Regions from separate parts of the Oryctolagus cuniculus genome. Here region 1 is linked to region 2. The links are chromatin contacts, called in public Hi-C maps. All regions are on one chromosome and are shown on one strand. The core of a region is the stretch at or near the end of the contact, and the rest is flanking DNA. Distances in the headings are between cores, read along the strand shown.

What was found. Hi-C and Micro-C count contacts between places; a contact is called where the count stands out from the background.
Region 1: a contact with region 2 is called in a Hi-C map of psoas muscle, with 2.1 times the contacts expected there. The contact joins the promoter of TM7SF3 here to the enhancer-like site in region 2. A contact is called at or near these places in 2 of 6 Hi-C or Micro-C datasets (psoas muscle and an unstated tissue).

What each region holds. Positions count from the first base shown.
Region 1 is chr9:124,245,356-124,252,633 of mOryCun1.1, reverse strand. TM7SF3 (transmembrane 7 superfamily member 3) reads left to right here and starts at 2,427. Exons shown (of 13, transcript XM_017343318.3): 1 at 2,427-2,742. The coding sequence starts at 2,556.
Region 2 is chr9:124,206,267-124,213,665 of mOryCun1.1, reverse strand. It overlaps FGFR1OP2 (FGFR1 oncogene partner 2), which reads right to left. Exons shown (of 6, transcript XM_070049535.1): 6 at 5,676-7,399. All of the region lies in intron 11 of TM7SF3 (transmembrane 7 superfamily member 3), which reads left to right. Among named protein-coding and RNA genes, the nearest start is that of TM7SF3, 40 kb to the left of the region's middle. Within about 2 kb of position 5,100, at least 1 of the 8 cell types and tissues checked has an H3K27ac peak or open chromatin away from gene starts, as enhancers often do.

The DNA of each region.
Region 1 (7,278 bases), core at 1,178-3,677, 42 kb before region 2:
GCTGTGCTGATCCTGCTGTTCTGTTGCACACTTCAGTGCACACTACACCAAACACACATAATTCTCTTTCTCGCCTCCACCTCCCTCTCCACTTTGTTCCCTTGGTGATTGTCTACTTGGGCTTCCAACCTTATTGTAAATATCTCTTTCTAAAACTTTCCTGCGGGAACAACCTTCGGGAGCAGCCTGGGTTGGAGCCCTGGCTCCACTTCTGATTCCAGGTTCTTGCTAATGTGCACCCTGGGAAGCAGTAGGTGATGGCTGAAGTGCTTGGGCCCCTGCCACCCACATGGGAGACTCAGATGGAGTTCCAGGCTCCTGGCTTCAGCCTGGCCCAGTCCCAGCTGTTGTGAGATCTGGAGGAATGAACCAGCATATGGGAACTCTCTTTCTCCTTTTCTCTCTCTGCTTTTCGAATACAAGTGAAAATAAGTAAAAATAAAAGTTTCCTGAATGCTGCCTGTAAGTAAGTTAACCGCTCCCACACTGTAGAATTGTTCCTTGCGCTTTCCGTGCCGCACGTGGCATTCAGAGTGCAATCACGGTCGTGGTCCCTTACAGGCGGACAACGTTCTGAGAAACACGTTGTGAGGTGACTTCTTTTTGCAGACATCACAGAGTTGTGCTCTGTGAACCCAGCAGTACCGCCTCCTTCACACCTGGGTTGCACAGTGCCACTACTGCTCCGCTGGCCACAACACAGAAAGCAGCATAAAGTTAAATCAAGAGCAACAGAAATTGAAGCCATCACAGACTCTGTAACCTGAGACACTCTAGGTAGCCGCTGCAGCAGACTTTTTTAAGAGGCTGGAGTGCACACTAAGCTGATGATAAACAAGTAATGTTGGGGGCTGGCACGGCACTGTGGTATAGTAGGTTAATCCTCCACCTGCGGCACCGACATCCCATATGGACGCCGGTGCTAGTTCCAGCTGTTTCTCTTCCAGTCTAGCTCTCTGCTGTGGCCCGGGAAAGCAGTAGAAGGTGGCCCAGGTCCTTGGGCCCCTGCACCCATGTGGGAGTCTGGGAGGAAGTTCCTGGCTCCTGGCTTCAGATGGGCACAGCTCCAGCTTTTGCAGCCATTTGGGGAGTGAACCAACAGAAGGAAGACCTTTCTCTCTGTCTTTCCCTCTCACTGTCTGTAACTCTACCTCTCAAATAAATCTTAAAAAGAGTAATGTTGGTGGATTGCCACTGTCACTTTTGGTGCCTGTATACAACTGGCAGTGCAGGTTTGTTCACACCAGCACCCCACAGTAGGGAGAAAGCATGTGCTAAAGTGTTAACCCAGCTGCAGGGTCTCGAGGCTGGAGGACTTGTTCAGCTCCAGTGTAACACTGTAGCACTGAGGTGCTGTTTGCTCTGCTGGGACAGCAGTCTCCCTGTGTGGTGCCTGCCTGTATCCACACACCACCCCTCCCCTCACCAGACCATGAGCTATTTGCAGCAGGAAAGGAAGGCACAGATCCATGAAGGCGTATTGTAAAATACCAAGGAAGCCCCATTTTGCAAACATTTACTGCTTCATAAATTGCCTTTGCGCAAACACTTCAAGATCACTCAGGGGCCAGTGTTGAGGCTTGGCGGGAAGAGCCTCGACTACAATGCTGGCATCCCATACGGGCACCTGTTCGAATCCTGGCTGCTCTGCTTCTGATCCAGCTCCCTGCTAACGGCCTGGGAAAGTGGCGGAGAATGATCAAAGTTCTTGGGCCCCTGCAGCCATTGGGAGACCTGGAAGAAGCTCCTGGCTTCAGAGAGTGAACCAGCAGATGGAAGACTTCCGTCTGCCTCTGCCTCTTAACTCTGCCTTCTAAAACAAATGAAGCCCCCCACCCCGCCCCGCCCCGTGGTTCTACTACGTAGAGATTCCAGGGGTTATGCAGCGAATTCCTCTCATTGGCCATTTAGGTTGCGGTGGCTGTTTCTCCTATCAACGACACTTTGATGAACCGTTCTATGCACTAACTTTTGCATTTGTATCCGATCGCCACACTTCAATGTAAAAATGGAATCATTACACCAAAGACACAGACCTGATCTTTGAAACATTTTATTTCTTTGTCACCTTCCCTGGATTTCATCCACTGCGGCGGGCGGGCGTGCAGACTCCAACCCCCGGGGTGCGGGAACCGGGAGCAGGCAGGCCTTGGCCCCGGGGGCAACGACCTGCAGCTGTGAGGAAGGGGTCGGTTTCTCTTCTCTCTTTCTTCACAGAGAACCGTTATGCGCGGGAACAGGGCCTGTTGGGCCCTAGCCGAGAGCTGTTCTGTCCGTCCGCGGCGGGGAAGCGCTCGCCGCGGCCTCCCCGGACAGCCCCGCGCGCGCCAGCAGGGGGCGCCCGCCGCCCCGCCCCGCCTCGCCCCGCCCGGGACCCGCCGCCGCCGCCGCCGCCGCCGCCGCCGCCGCCGCCGCCGCCGCCGCCGCCGCCGCCGCCGCCGCCGCCAGCCGCCCGCTCCATCGCCGGAAGAGGCCGCCTCTCCGTGGCGCGGAGGTCGGGCCGCGCCGGCGACCGCGGGGGCTGGCAGGTGCGCGGCGCGTGCCCTCGGCGGGCGATGGTGCCCCCCGGGGTAGCGCTGGGGAGGCTGCGGGGCCCCGGAGCGCGCGGCCGCGTCCCGACTCGAGCTCGGCGTGGGCCCGGCGCGCTGGCGATGGTGCTCCGGCGGCTGCTGGCGCTGGCGCTGCTGGCGTGGGGACGCGGGGTGGCCGCGGGCGCCGAGGCCGTCGGGAACGCCAGCCAGGGTAGGTTATGGCGTGGGGCGCGCTCGCAGCGCCGGGTTGCTGGCGCTTTCCCCGCTAGGGTTGGGGTCCGCCTGGATGCGCCAGAACCTCCGATGCGGGCTGTGGAGATGGGCGGGAAGGATACGGCGAGCCGTGTTCGCGTCCTGCGTGGGGTCGTCCCGGCGCTCTCTGGGGCGCGGAGCCTGGCCGGGGGTCCCCGTGACTGGGCCGCGGCTCTCGGGGTGTAGCGGTTCCCTCGGCTCCAGGCTGGCGGCCGCCGCACGTCCGAAGCGCGCGTCGCACCAAGCTGCGGGTCGCGTGCGTTTCGGCGAGGTGAAAGCGCGTCCCCACTGTGGGAGGGAGCTTGCGGTTGCGGCTCTAGCAAACGTGGCGCTCCCGCAAAGCCCGCGTGCAGCGTGAGTGCCAGGATCTTTGCCTGGGACTCAGGCCAGAGCTGAGCCGGGCGATTGTATTTTTGGAATTAAAAAAAAAAAAAATCGGGTTAGCAGCGAACACGCCGCAGGGTGTGCCAGGCGCTCCTCGGGCGCGCTCCGTTGTAATCCTCAGAACTCTGCAAGGCGATGATTGGCCTCACCTGGCGGCCCAGGGCGCTCGCCGCGCAGCCTGGACCGAGGGGCGGGTACCCCAGGTGCGGGTAAGCGAGCCCAGCCGTCTGCATTTAACACGGTGCTGCTGTGTATTTCGCCCGCCTGTCTCAAAATAGCCTGAGGAGGAGGAACAAGAGGTGAGCGACAGAGGCTGAATTTGTCCTTGATCCAGCGCTGGCCCTCCGGAGTCAGGCCGCCTGGGGTCCCCCATTCTTATTGCTAGGTCACTGCCTTAGTGTTTCATGTCCGGGAATGTTTGCGCCACAACTTGAGCAATAACCTGGGAAATTAGTTTTTTAAAGATCTATGTATTTATTTGGAAGAGAGATCTTACATCTGTTGGTTCACTTCGCAAATGGCAGCCGCTGACTCGGGCTGGGCCAGGCCAAGCCAGGAGTTGCAGCCGGGTCTTCCGCGTGGCTGGCAGGGTTCCGAGCGCAAGGGCCTTCCTCTGCTGCTTTCCCACACTGTTAGCAGGGAGCTGGATCGGAAGTGGAGCAGCCAGGACTGGCACTGGCACTCCAGTGTGGGATGCCCGTATCACAGTTGGCGGCTTAACCTGCACACAACAGCCAGGCCAGAGAAATTAGTATTTATTTCAGGCACCCTCCCCCCTTCTTTGATGGCAGCCCTGATACCTCCCTTTTTGTCACTGTGTTCGTTGCATGAGTGTTACTTCTGCACAGGGAAGGGGTGGCATGTGGTAACTGAACGGCTGTGTGATGGCAAAAGCTGATGGTCTCTTGGCGGGTGGTGTGGTTTGGTGGGTGGGGCTGCCGCCTGCCGTGCTGGCATCCCATATGGGTTCCAGTTCGCGTCCCGGCTGCTCTACTTCTGATCCAGCTCTCTGCTGTGGCCTGGAAGGGCAGTGGAGGATGTCCTGGGTGCCTGGGCTCCTGTGTCCGCGTCCAGTGGTTGCTGCCATTCGGGAAGTGAACCAGTGGATGAGGACCTTCTCTCTCCTCCCACCCTAGCTACCTACCTACCTACCTACCTACCTATCTCCTACCTCCTACCTCTCTACCTCTCTCTGTCGGCCTTTCACATAAGTGAATAAATATTCTCTACAGCAGCAGATAAAAATCAGAAAACAAGGAAAGATTTAGTTCAAGGCTTGCAGCCTCCTCTTGAAAATGCCTGGATTCTGCTCTGGTCTGAACCGAAGAAATCGAGCAGCTGTGGTGATTGGAGATTTATCGGTCACTGCACAGCTTGAGAAGCGACTTGAGTGCCCAGTGAATCTTGGACAGAGGCAGATCTGGACTCCGTACGTCTGCGGCAGGTGCAGTCTGTGGCACGCTGGGCACGCAGGAGAATTGGTCATTTAAATGGTTTTCCCTTTTCTTGTGGTTTCCATCACTCAGCATGTTAATACGTAGGACATGCTGAGCAGGGTGTCGTGGGGACCTTCCACGGTGTGTCCTAGTGCTGTAAGAAGGTGGCGGGCGGCGGCTGTGACCAGCAATCACTCTCTCAAATGTGTCTGAGAGGTGGGATGTGCGCTTGTGTTTCCTTTTGGCTTTTGGGGCTGATAAAAATTCCTCAAAAGGTGAACATGCGATTGTGAGGGGTCGTCCAATGCCAGCCAGTGCAAGCAGCTGAAGCAGTTTTCCTTCTGACACGCTCCTGGTAGGGAATTAGACTACATGTTCACAGGTCTCTCCTTGAATGTGGTTGTTGTTTCTAAGCATGAATGATGGGGATGTTGGAGGTAACTTGTTAAAAAATGTGAGAGGCAGAATTAGAGACAGAGAAAGAGGTCTTCCATCTGTTGGTTCACTCCTCAAATGGCCACAGCAGCTGAAGCCAAGAGCCAAGAGCTTCCTCCAGGTCTCCCATGCAAGTGCAGGGGCCCAAGCACTGAGGCCATCTTCCACTGCCGTCCTGGGCCATAAGCAGAGAATTGGATCGAAGAGGAGCAGCTGCGACACAAACTGGCCCCCCGTATGGGATGCTGGTGCCGCAGGTGGAGGCTTAACCTCCTATTCAATAGCGCTGGCCCCAGAAGTAACTTATAGTAAACAAGTAAGATGCAACAGTAGGGGATTTTTAAGATTGCTGGATTAGGATACGGATGTTCTTTTTAGACTGGAAAAGTGATGCTGCAAAAGAATGGGTATGGAAAAATAAGAGAAAGACTTGTCCAGGTCAGATGGCCAAAGAACATTTGTTTTAAAGTTGCATTTACCCATTTATTTGAGCGGGGGTGGGGAGCGCACCGGAATGCGACCCCGCATCTGTTCCTTTACTCTGCGGATTCCCCGTCAGTTGCAGGGGGGAGCTGGGAACTGTATCAAGTCTCCCATGTGAGTGTCTGGGTCCCAGCTGCTTCCCGTGGAAGCTGGAGTCAGGAACCCGGAATCAAACCCTGGCACTTCAATGGGATGTAGGTGTCTTAACTGTTGGGCTGAAGGCTTGCTTTACGAAAAATATTTCTGGCAGAAAAAGTAGGCCTTGCTTCTGGAGGAGAGCGGCTGGCTGAGTCAGTGCCTCACCCGGTGCTCGCCGTTGGCGCTGTATGGTCATGTGAGGCGCTGCCTTTTTTCCTCCCACTCCCGGGTCACAAGACGTAATTATGCCTCATAAAGTGCATCCAGTGCGTCGTTTTCCAAATGACTTAGAGGTGAAGTTCCTGTGAACTGCGTGATGTGTCTTGAGTTTGTGTCTTTTGCCAAGTCTGTTTTTGTGAGGAGTTAAATGCCATTCTTCCCACACTTGCAGTGTCTTCACTCATTTTCTTTGAAAGACAGAGTACCCACCTCTTCCGTGCTCCGGTTCACTCCCAGAATGTCGGCAACAGCTGGTGCTGGGCCAGGCTGAAGGCCGGGGCCCGGGTCTCCCACGTGGATGCTGGAGACTCAGCCACGTGAGACAGCACCTGCTGCCTCCCGGGAGGAACCTGGATCAGAAACACAGGAGGCAGGACTCGAACCAGGCACTCTTATTTAGGACGTGGGCGACCCAAGCCGAGGCTTAACCACAGCACCGCTCAGTATCTTTCCTGGTCAGTCTATGGAAATCTCTTTCTCAACCTGGTGCTAATGAGGTGCCAGGCATTTCTATGAATGCCCGCTGTGTGCATGTGTGTGTGTCCCCTTCTTGCCAAGAGCTTATTTGCAGACTGATTCTGAGGATCCCTGGCTCCTGTTTACTGAGCTGGGGAGGTGAGGGGTGATCTCTGAAGCGTTGAAAAGCTAATGGAAGTTAATAATGGGTTTCATTGTGTTGCGCTGGGCAGTTGCAAGCTCCAGTCTTTGGAGACTTGCAGCAGCCACCTGCTGTGTGAGACAGCTGTCTTCGGTTTGCCTGAGGTCCCGTAGCACAGCTGTCATTCTGTAGCCACTTACTGCGTTGGGCTCCTCAGGATCGCACATGCCCAAGCCCTGCCCAGCCAGGGTCAGCCTACAGCTGGCTTGGTTCAAATGTGATCTTCTGTAACAATTGTGAAATGGCTGTTGGGCTGCCAAGGTATTTTCTCACACAAGTTAGGTGAAGGATAACTAGACTAGAAGAAAATGCAGTTATTTTTCCCCCGATTTATTACCATGGTGTTAGGAGTAGCAGCATCTGGAGAACTTTAAGAAAATATATTGTTTAAGAGACATCTAGAAGTTGGAACTCAGGAGAAAAAAATTTATAGTGACACCAACATACGTCAGATATTTAGGGTTCATGGTAATGAAAAATGTTAAGACATCTGCAGAGAAAAACTCTACAGCATTTTGAAATAAATTGAAAAACCAAATAGAGAAGTATCTCAAAATCATAGATTTAAGCATTCTGTGTTTTTTGTAAAGATTAATTTATTTCAAAATCAGAGTTCCACAGAGAGAGGAAGAGACACATAAAGATCGTTTATCTGCTGGTTCACTCCCAAAATGGCCACAATGACCAGAACTGGACGAATCCAAAGCTGGGAGCTTCATTTGGGTCTTACACATGGGTGCAA
Region 2 (7,399 bases), core at 3,851-6,350:
CGATCTTAAGTAGCCTGTGCCAGATACTTAGTTGGTGTCAAATAAAACTCATATTCAAGGTAATTCCTACCATAGCTGGTTTTCTGTAGAAGGTGTGGTAGAAAACTCTGGGGCTAACCACCTGCAGCGCCAGCATCCCATATGGGTGCCACTTCAAGTCCTGGCTGCTCCACTTCCTATCCAGCTCTCTGCTCTGGCCTGAGAAAGCAGTGGAAAGATGGCTTAAATGCTTGGGCCCCTGCACCCATGTAGGAGACCCAGGAGAAGCTCCTGGCTTCGGATTGGCCCAGCTCTGGCAGTTGTGGCCATCTAAGGAGTGAAACAGAGGATGGAAGACTTCTCTTTCTCTCTCTCTGCCTCTGCCTCTCTCTAATTCTGCCTTTCAAATAAGTAAGTAATTTTTTTTTAAGTGTATTAGACCAGGAGAGGACTGAAGAGATCATATTATCTGACCTCTTTATTTTAAGTCTGGGGAAATTAGTGATCCCAGAGTGAATTGTGAGTCATAGAGTAATGAAATACCTGTTCCCAAACCAAAATGAGATGCCTGATTCTTTTCTGCAAATGTATTTTAAACTCTTTGATGATGAAGATACAAATAACTATTTCCAGTTTTGTTCTGCTGAATTGGTAAGATACTTCTTTTAAAAAAATCTTTATTTGAGAGGCAGAGTTACAGAGAGATAGAGGGAGAGACAGGGAGAGGTCTTCCATCTACTGGTTCACTCCCCAAATGGCCACAACAACCGGAGCTGGGCCAATCCAAAGTCAGGAGCTTCTTCCCAGTCTCCCACATGGGTACAGAGGCCCAAGCACTTGGGCCATCCTCCACTGCTTTTCCAGGCCATAAGCAGAGCGCAGGGTTGGAAGAGGAGCAGCTGGGACACAAATCTGCACCCATATGGGATGCCACACCTAGGCAGAGGCTTAACCTCTGCTGTTAGACCATAGCACCAGCCCTAGGGAGACACTTGTAATGGTCATAGCTATTGCTGTGGTGTCTAGGTTGGGAATTAGTACTTTTAAACAGTGTGAACATGGCTTTCCAAGTCATTTGCAAAGATGCTGAACTATTTCTTACTTACCTCGAATGACCGGTACTTACAAGACATTTTAATTTCCAATATCCATGAACACCTCCACGGCAGCTTTTGCACAGAACATTTTGGTATCAAGGTCACTCCTTGGTGATATGCTTCATATCTCTTAGTAGCCTTTATTATTGGCTGTAGTTTCCTTAGAATGGTGCCTTAGCCCTTGTTAGGAGGGTGGCTACCTGTGTTTCAAACTTGAAGTTTATTAGTTGAAATCCTAACGCCTGGAACCTCAGAATGCAACTGTATTATTGGGAGATGGGACCTTTAAAGAGGTGCATAAATTGAGGCCTTGGGGCTGGGCCCTGGAGCCGTCTGACCGGTGTCTCTGAGATGGGATGTCCAGGGCCCCCTCACGGCCGTTGCCCAGAGGGCGCTGGGACAAGGCAGCAGGGGGGCGTCCATTTGCAGCAGAGGAGAAAAGCTTCGGAGGAAGCCGGCCCTGTCGGCATTTGATCACGGACAGTGAAGAACTGGATTCTGTTGTTTGAGCCATTTCACTCTGGTAGCCTTCGCACAGTAACACCCTTTTCAAACACGTCTGTCCTACTTGTGGGTTGAATGCCTCTCGGCACTTTGGCCGCTCTATGTACGAGTCCCGCCCTTTCTGAAATGGACATAAAGAGCTGCTCAAGTTAGTGGAAATTCGGGAGTTATTCAAGGACTTCCAAGTAATTGTTACACTGGGAGGGGTGGTAGGTCTGGGTAAAGCTATACCAGCTCAAGAGGCAAATAAAAGAAAATTTAATATATATTGTAATGTATTATAGTATATAATTAATATAATATAAAGTGGCCTTTGACTTGTGCTATAGTTTGGATGTTGACTGGCCCTGAAGGCCCATGTGTTAAAGGTATGGTCCCCAGAATGGTGCTGTTGGGAGGCGGGGCCTCATGGAAAGTCCTTCCTTGGGTTGTTGCAAGTGTGCCCTTGGAAGAGGGTTGTTTGGAAAGCCTGTGTGTGAGCCTCCTGGCTCGCCCTGTGAGCCTTACTCTGCACACGCTCTGCCACTGCCATCTGCCCGCATCAGAGTCCACGCCAGGAGGACTGCCTGATCTTGGACTTGAACCTCCGAAACTGTAAGCCAAGGCTGCCATTCTCCTTTAGGTATTTTGTTACAGGACTGGAAAGCTGACTACCACACCTTTACTTGTTGAGTGCCTGCATGTTGGGCATTGCCTGGGGCACTAGGAGGAAGATGGCAGGGGATCAGGCATGCTCTTTGATCTCAGTCTGGAGTGTCATAAGTGAGACGCATACTAAGATGTGCATGTACAAAAGAGGTTCTGCATGTGATGAACATTTATTAGGGGGTGGGAGTAGGAGCTAGGGTGCTGGCAAGAATTCCTTGAGGTGATGACATTGGAGAGAGTGGGGCAGCAGCCAGCTAGTGGTGGGCGGAGCACACACAGAACCTGAAGGCCCTAGGCCGTCCCAGCCCTTCCTGGTGGCAGTTGGTGGGGCCCCATTCTCACTGGGTTAGCCCTTCCTTGAAGCAGGTGTTGTCAGGCTTCTCTCAGTTAAATGGTAACTGCTTCCACGAAACTGCCCAGAGGATGCTTGTTCCTCCCAGCACCCTGGCGTTCAGCAGTTGCTCCCTGGGAGGTGGTGGCCCTAAGCCATTGCCTCTCTCCCTGAGTCTTTCTACTGTCCCCAGGCGGAACAGCTGTCCTGGGCAGGAGACTGAAGAATGGCTGCAGCTACCTTTCCACCTGGGAGTCTTCAAGGGGCGACAGGCCTGTTCACCTCTCATACACCTCCTGGCTCCTCTTGTTGATGGATTTCCTGCTGCCTGCACTTGCTCTCCTGTGCTCTGACCTGCCTGCCTCACAGCAGCAGACATGCCTTGGGAGGGGCTGGATGCCTGTATCTGGTGCATCTGGAAGCAATTGAATCAGGCCCCAACTACTTTTATCATTAAAAAAAAAAAATTGTATGTATGTGGGTGAGAGAATGACACAGAGCTCCCATCCATTGGTTCACTTTCCAAATGACAACAGCTGGGGCTGGGCTGGGGCCGGGAGCCAGGAACACAATGCAGGTCTCCTGTGTGGATGGCAAAAACCTTAAAACTCGGAGCCATCTCTGCCCCTCCAAAGTCTCAGCAAGAAGCTGGAGCTGGGAATTGATCCTAGACTCTGACTTGGGACAAGGGTATCTTAACTGCTAGGCCAAACACCTGTTCTCAACTCCTTTTGGGGGAGAACTTCCTTGCATCACGATTTTTTTTTGTTAAAAGGTGTGCTGTTTGGAATGTGTCTGGTTTCTAAAGGAATAATTTCAGGGCAGTGCTAAGGACTGCCTTTCTCTGTAAAAGCATCTGTCACCATGCTTCTTAATGCCTGAGGTTTTTTCTACACAGGACAGCCTTCTGTTCCACATTATAGCTACTCATCTTTGCTTGCAAACCAGCTCCACGTCTGAATTCCTTCAGTGATAAACACCAGTGGTTCTCTTCCTGCTGAATGAACAGTATTTTGAGCTTCTGTGTATGTCTGGAGTCTTGCATGAATCAGGAACAAAATCCCTCTGTGCTCACTGAAACAGGTCGTAAGACAAACCTAGTCCAAAGAGAGTTAGCATTTCAGAAGCTCGTTCACTCACTCATGGGAATAACCTGGAGCACTGAGCGCCTGACCAGGGTGCTGCTGCAATTTGAGACCTGTGGTCAGAGCCTCTGCGCTTCCTAGTAGCCCAAACCCAGCACCATGCATCTGCAGCTCTAGGTAGAAAGCGAAGATGCTAAGGTCTGGGGTGCTGGTCATACTTGACATGTTGCGAGGGAGGGGGAGAGAGGAGGCCGACCTGTTTGAACCAGCTGGGTGATGGACAGCCACAATCACGACCCAGCCTGCAGCTTTGTAGTGTTGAGAAAGCCCAGCTGTAGTCTTCCTAGGTGTCTCACACTCAAGAAACATCCTGAGTTTCAAGACAGTCTGTTTTATTCGGTTACCATTCTGTTAATATTGGTTTATATAGGCTGTGTTTTCTGAAAGGCTTTGATTGCTCTAAAATAACACATTTCTTTCTTTCCTCAAATGGAAAAAAAATTTCCAAGAGACATCAACTCGAAACTAATGTATTTGTGTAATTTAATATTAAGCTTTTAATTTACTACACAAGTTTATTTTCTTTCCCTTGTTATAATCTTCAAGCCATAGTATACACATAAAATAACTATTCCCTTGCTGCAGGTATTTGGGGGGAATCTACTCCTTCCACTCCTGCCCTACCAGCGTGTGGGCTTTGGTCAGGAGGTAGCAATGAAGATGACAAGGGATGGCAGGTTTCCAATAGATCTTGAAGAACCAGCAGGATCTGCTGATGAATTGCATCCAAGAGAAAAGACAAAGTGGAGTCACAAGGCACCACCAAGGATTTTGGCCTTAGCAGCTAGAAAGATGGAACTGTTGCTGGCTGGAATGGGGACAGGGTATGGAGAGGGTCCGGGAGTAAGACGGGGAATTTCATGTTGGACATGCTAACTCTGAAACATTTGACAGTCACAGGTGGCTGAGTTAATGACAGGTTTATGCCAACACTGTACATCTGGGAGTCTTCCAGCTCCAACGCGATATTTAAATTTATGAGACTAGGAGAGACCACCAAGGGTCTGAGCAGAGGACAGGCAGGATGACCTAGCCTAGCAATCCTCTAGCGTAGAAGGCAGAGAGCATGAAGGAACAAAGAGGAACAGGCAGCGAGGCAGAAGGAAGCTGTCCCCTCAGGCTCCAGTTAGAAGTGATCTTCATGTTTCACTCCAGCAATCAAAAAGAGGTAGTGGCAGCCATCCCAAATTAAGTTAGGGATCTGTGATCTTCCATTTTTCATTGAAACAGTTTAAAAATAAAAAATACTGGAAGCTACCCAGATATTAAAGTCTATCAGAATATATTTGAGCAGTTTCCCTGATAACTGTACTCATTCTAGGAAATAAACCAGCTGACTGATGAGAAATAACAGATGGTCTGTCTCCTACGGGTGACGGGGTGCAGCTGTTCACAGTTCGGGAGGCCGGAATTCTGGTCAGGGAGAGTGCCTTCCAAACCTCTCTGCTGGCCTCTGCTGGGGGCTGACCACCCTCAGGGTTCCTGGCTTCCAACAGTCTGCCCTCCCATGGTTTCCTCTCTAAATCTCTGGGCTTCTAATCTCCTGCTGTTTTTATTGTTAACATAAAGAGAACAGGTTTCATGTATTTCATAGACAAAATTCTAATACAGTGATACTTCTCTCCCTCTCTCCTCCTCTTTAATTTTTCCAATAATATCCTATGCTTCTTTCCTAAGGACACGAGTCATCCAAGGTAATCCTGTTTGGGACCCTTAATTACATCTGCAAAGGCCGTATTCCAGATAGGGTCACACATTTCCAGGAAATCACGTCACATCTTGGACTTCCCTTCCGGGAGCTGTGGGGCAGAGACCTGGGTCAGCCTGCTACAGAGGATAAAAAGGTTTGCAGGATCAGAGTGGCTCAGAAACTCTATTCCTAAGAAATAGTTTCTGAGTTCCTAGTTTTGTGCTAAGAAGAGACTTTAAAATACATAAGAACATTGTTTTCAAATTAAATTGGAGACCATATCAATTTTAATTACTCATCTTTATTGACAAAATAGGCTCCTATGCAGTATGTACTCTCAAGACATACATTTAAGGTTCAGTTTAAAAAAAAAGTACAGGATGGAAAACTGTCACAAAAAAAGACAAAGTAAATGTCTTACAACAAGACCATAAAGGTATCCAAGCAAGAAGACCAAGAATAAATTAACTTAATTGTTTATAAAAATAAGTATTTATCAAGTAACATTTGTTAACAGAGCTGCCTCAATGTACTGCCTCAGACTTAACCTCAATTGTGTAGCTTATTTTCTTTAATCCTTACTTGGGATAAAAACTGTTTCAGTGAATGAGCGTCAAATTAAGGGATATTTGCCCAAAACCAATACAAAAGTTTAAAAGAAGTGCCTTTTATTTATAAAATATCAAGTAAGGCCTCTGAATGAGAACAGAAATCCAATTAATGTCTGGGCCACTAGCCCTTTCCTATCAGTCAGCCCCACTCCCCCAACCTTAAGATAGAAAAATTCTGAAGCAAAAAGTAGTTTTGCATTGTACCAATATATGAAATTATACATAAAAGTTACCATGGAAAGTAATATTTGCTTAACAAATTATATACTCCAAAGTAGAATCTCTACTTGTGCTAACTTTAATATGTATTTATATAAATGAATATATTTAATTATATCTGACACTCATCCTTTTATTCTATAATTACCACATAGTATGAAAAATTTAGGTTTCAGCTAATGTTAAAGCTCATTTATATATCTGGTAGTTTTTAAAAAATTTATGTACTGTGTATCTGTTATTTTTTAAAAAACAGAAAACGTATTTCTGAATCCATAGACTTTCAACTGAAATGTTATAAGAAAGTCTTACAGGTTCCAAGACCAGATCAAGCTTAAAAATTGATTTAGAAATTTTGAGATTTTGATTTGATAAAAGGGTGCTATGAGCCAGAGGAATTCCCAACTTACTTTGAAATTACTTGGCTTATCTTGCTCTATTACACGTTTCAACTCTGTAAGATAAACGAACTATGTAGTATCCTTGAACATCAACCAGAGAAAAATCTCATCTTTGTTTCTGACTTATAACCAAAACTTATTCTTTCCAAGAAGTAGTTTAACCTACTAAATGTTTATTATAAGATTTTTCTTTCTTAGAAAGTAGTATTCCTTCCTCTTTCATTCCTGAAATGACATTTCATACACTTCAGCGAGTTATAGACAATTATTAGGTAAGTATCAGGACAAAATTAAATCACCTCTCTTAAGGTACATGTAAAACATTCCCACATCCTTTAAAACCAAATTTTCTTAGACAAAAACTGAAATTAATGGGAAATTAGATAATCATTAAAGTTGAAGTCTCATGGTCCGTAAGCTGTTTCACTTCTGACACCAAACAAAAAGGGTAAAATTTACTAAAAGGATCTTCCACTTGAAGAAGTATGGCAAAAATAAATACTTTAAATTGGGATAACTCTGTGGATTCCCATGTACTGGGAATATTGAAGTTTATCTAAGCTCTTTATGCTGAGCAGTCGTGGAAACCTTTCATCCCCAGCTAACAGCGTTCAGTTTCCACTTCTCCATTCTGTTTGGAATAGTCATAACCATTAACTACACATTTTCTGTTGCTGTCCCTTAGCCAGTGTACTGTACATGTTAGAAACAAACAAAGGGTGGATTAAGACTGAGTGGTCTTTTCCGTCATTGATTCACTGATGCATAGGTCGG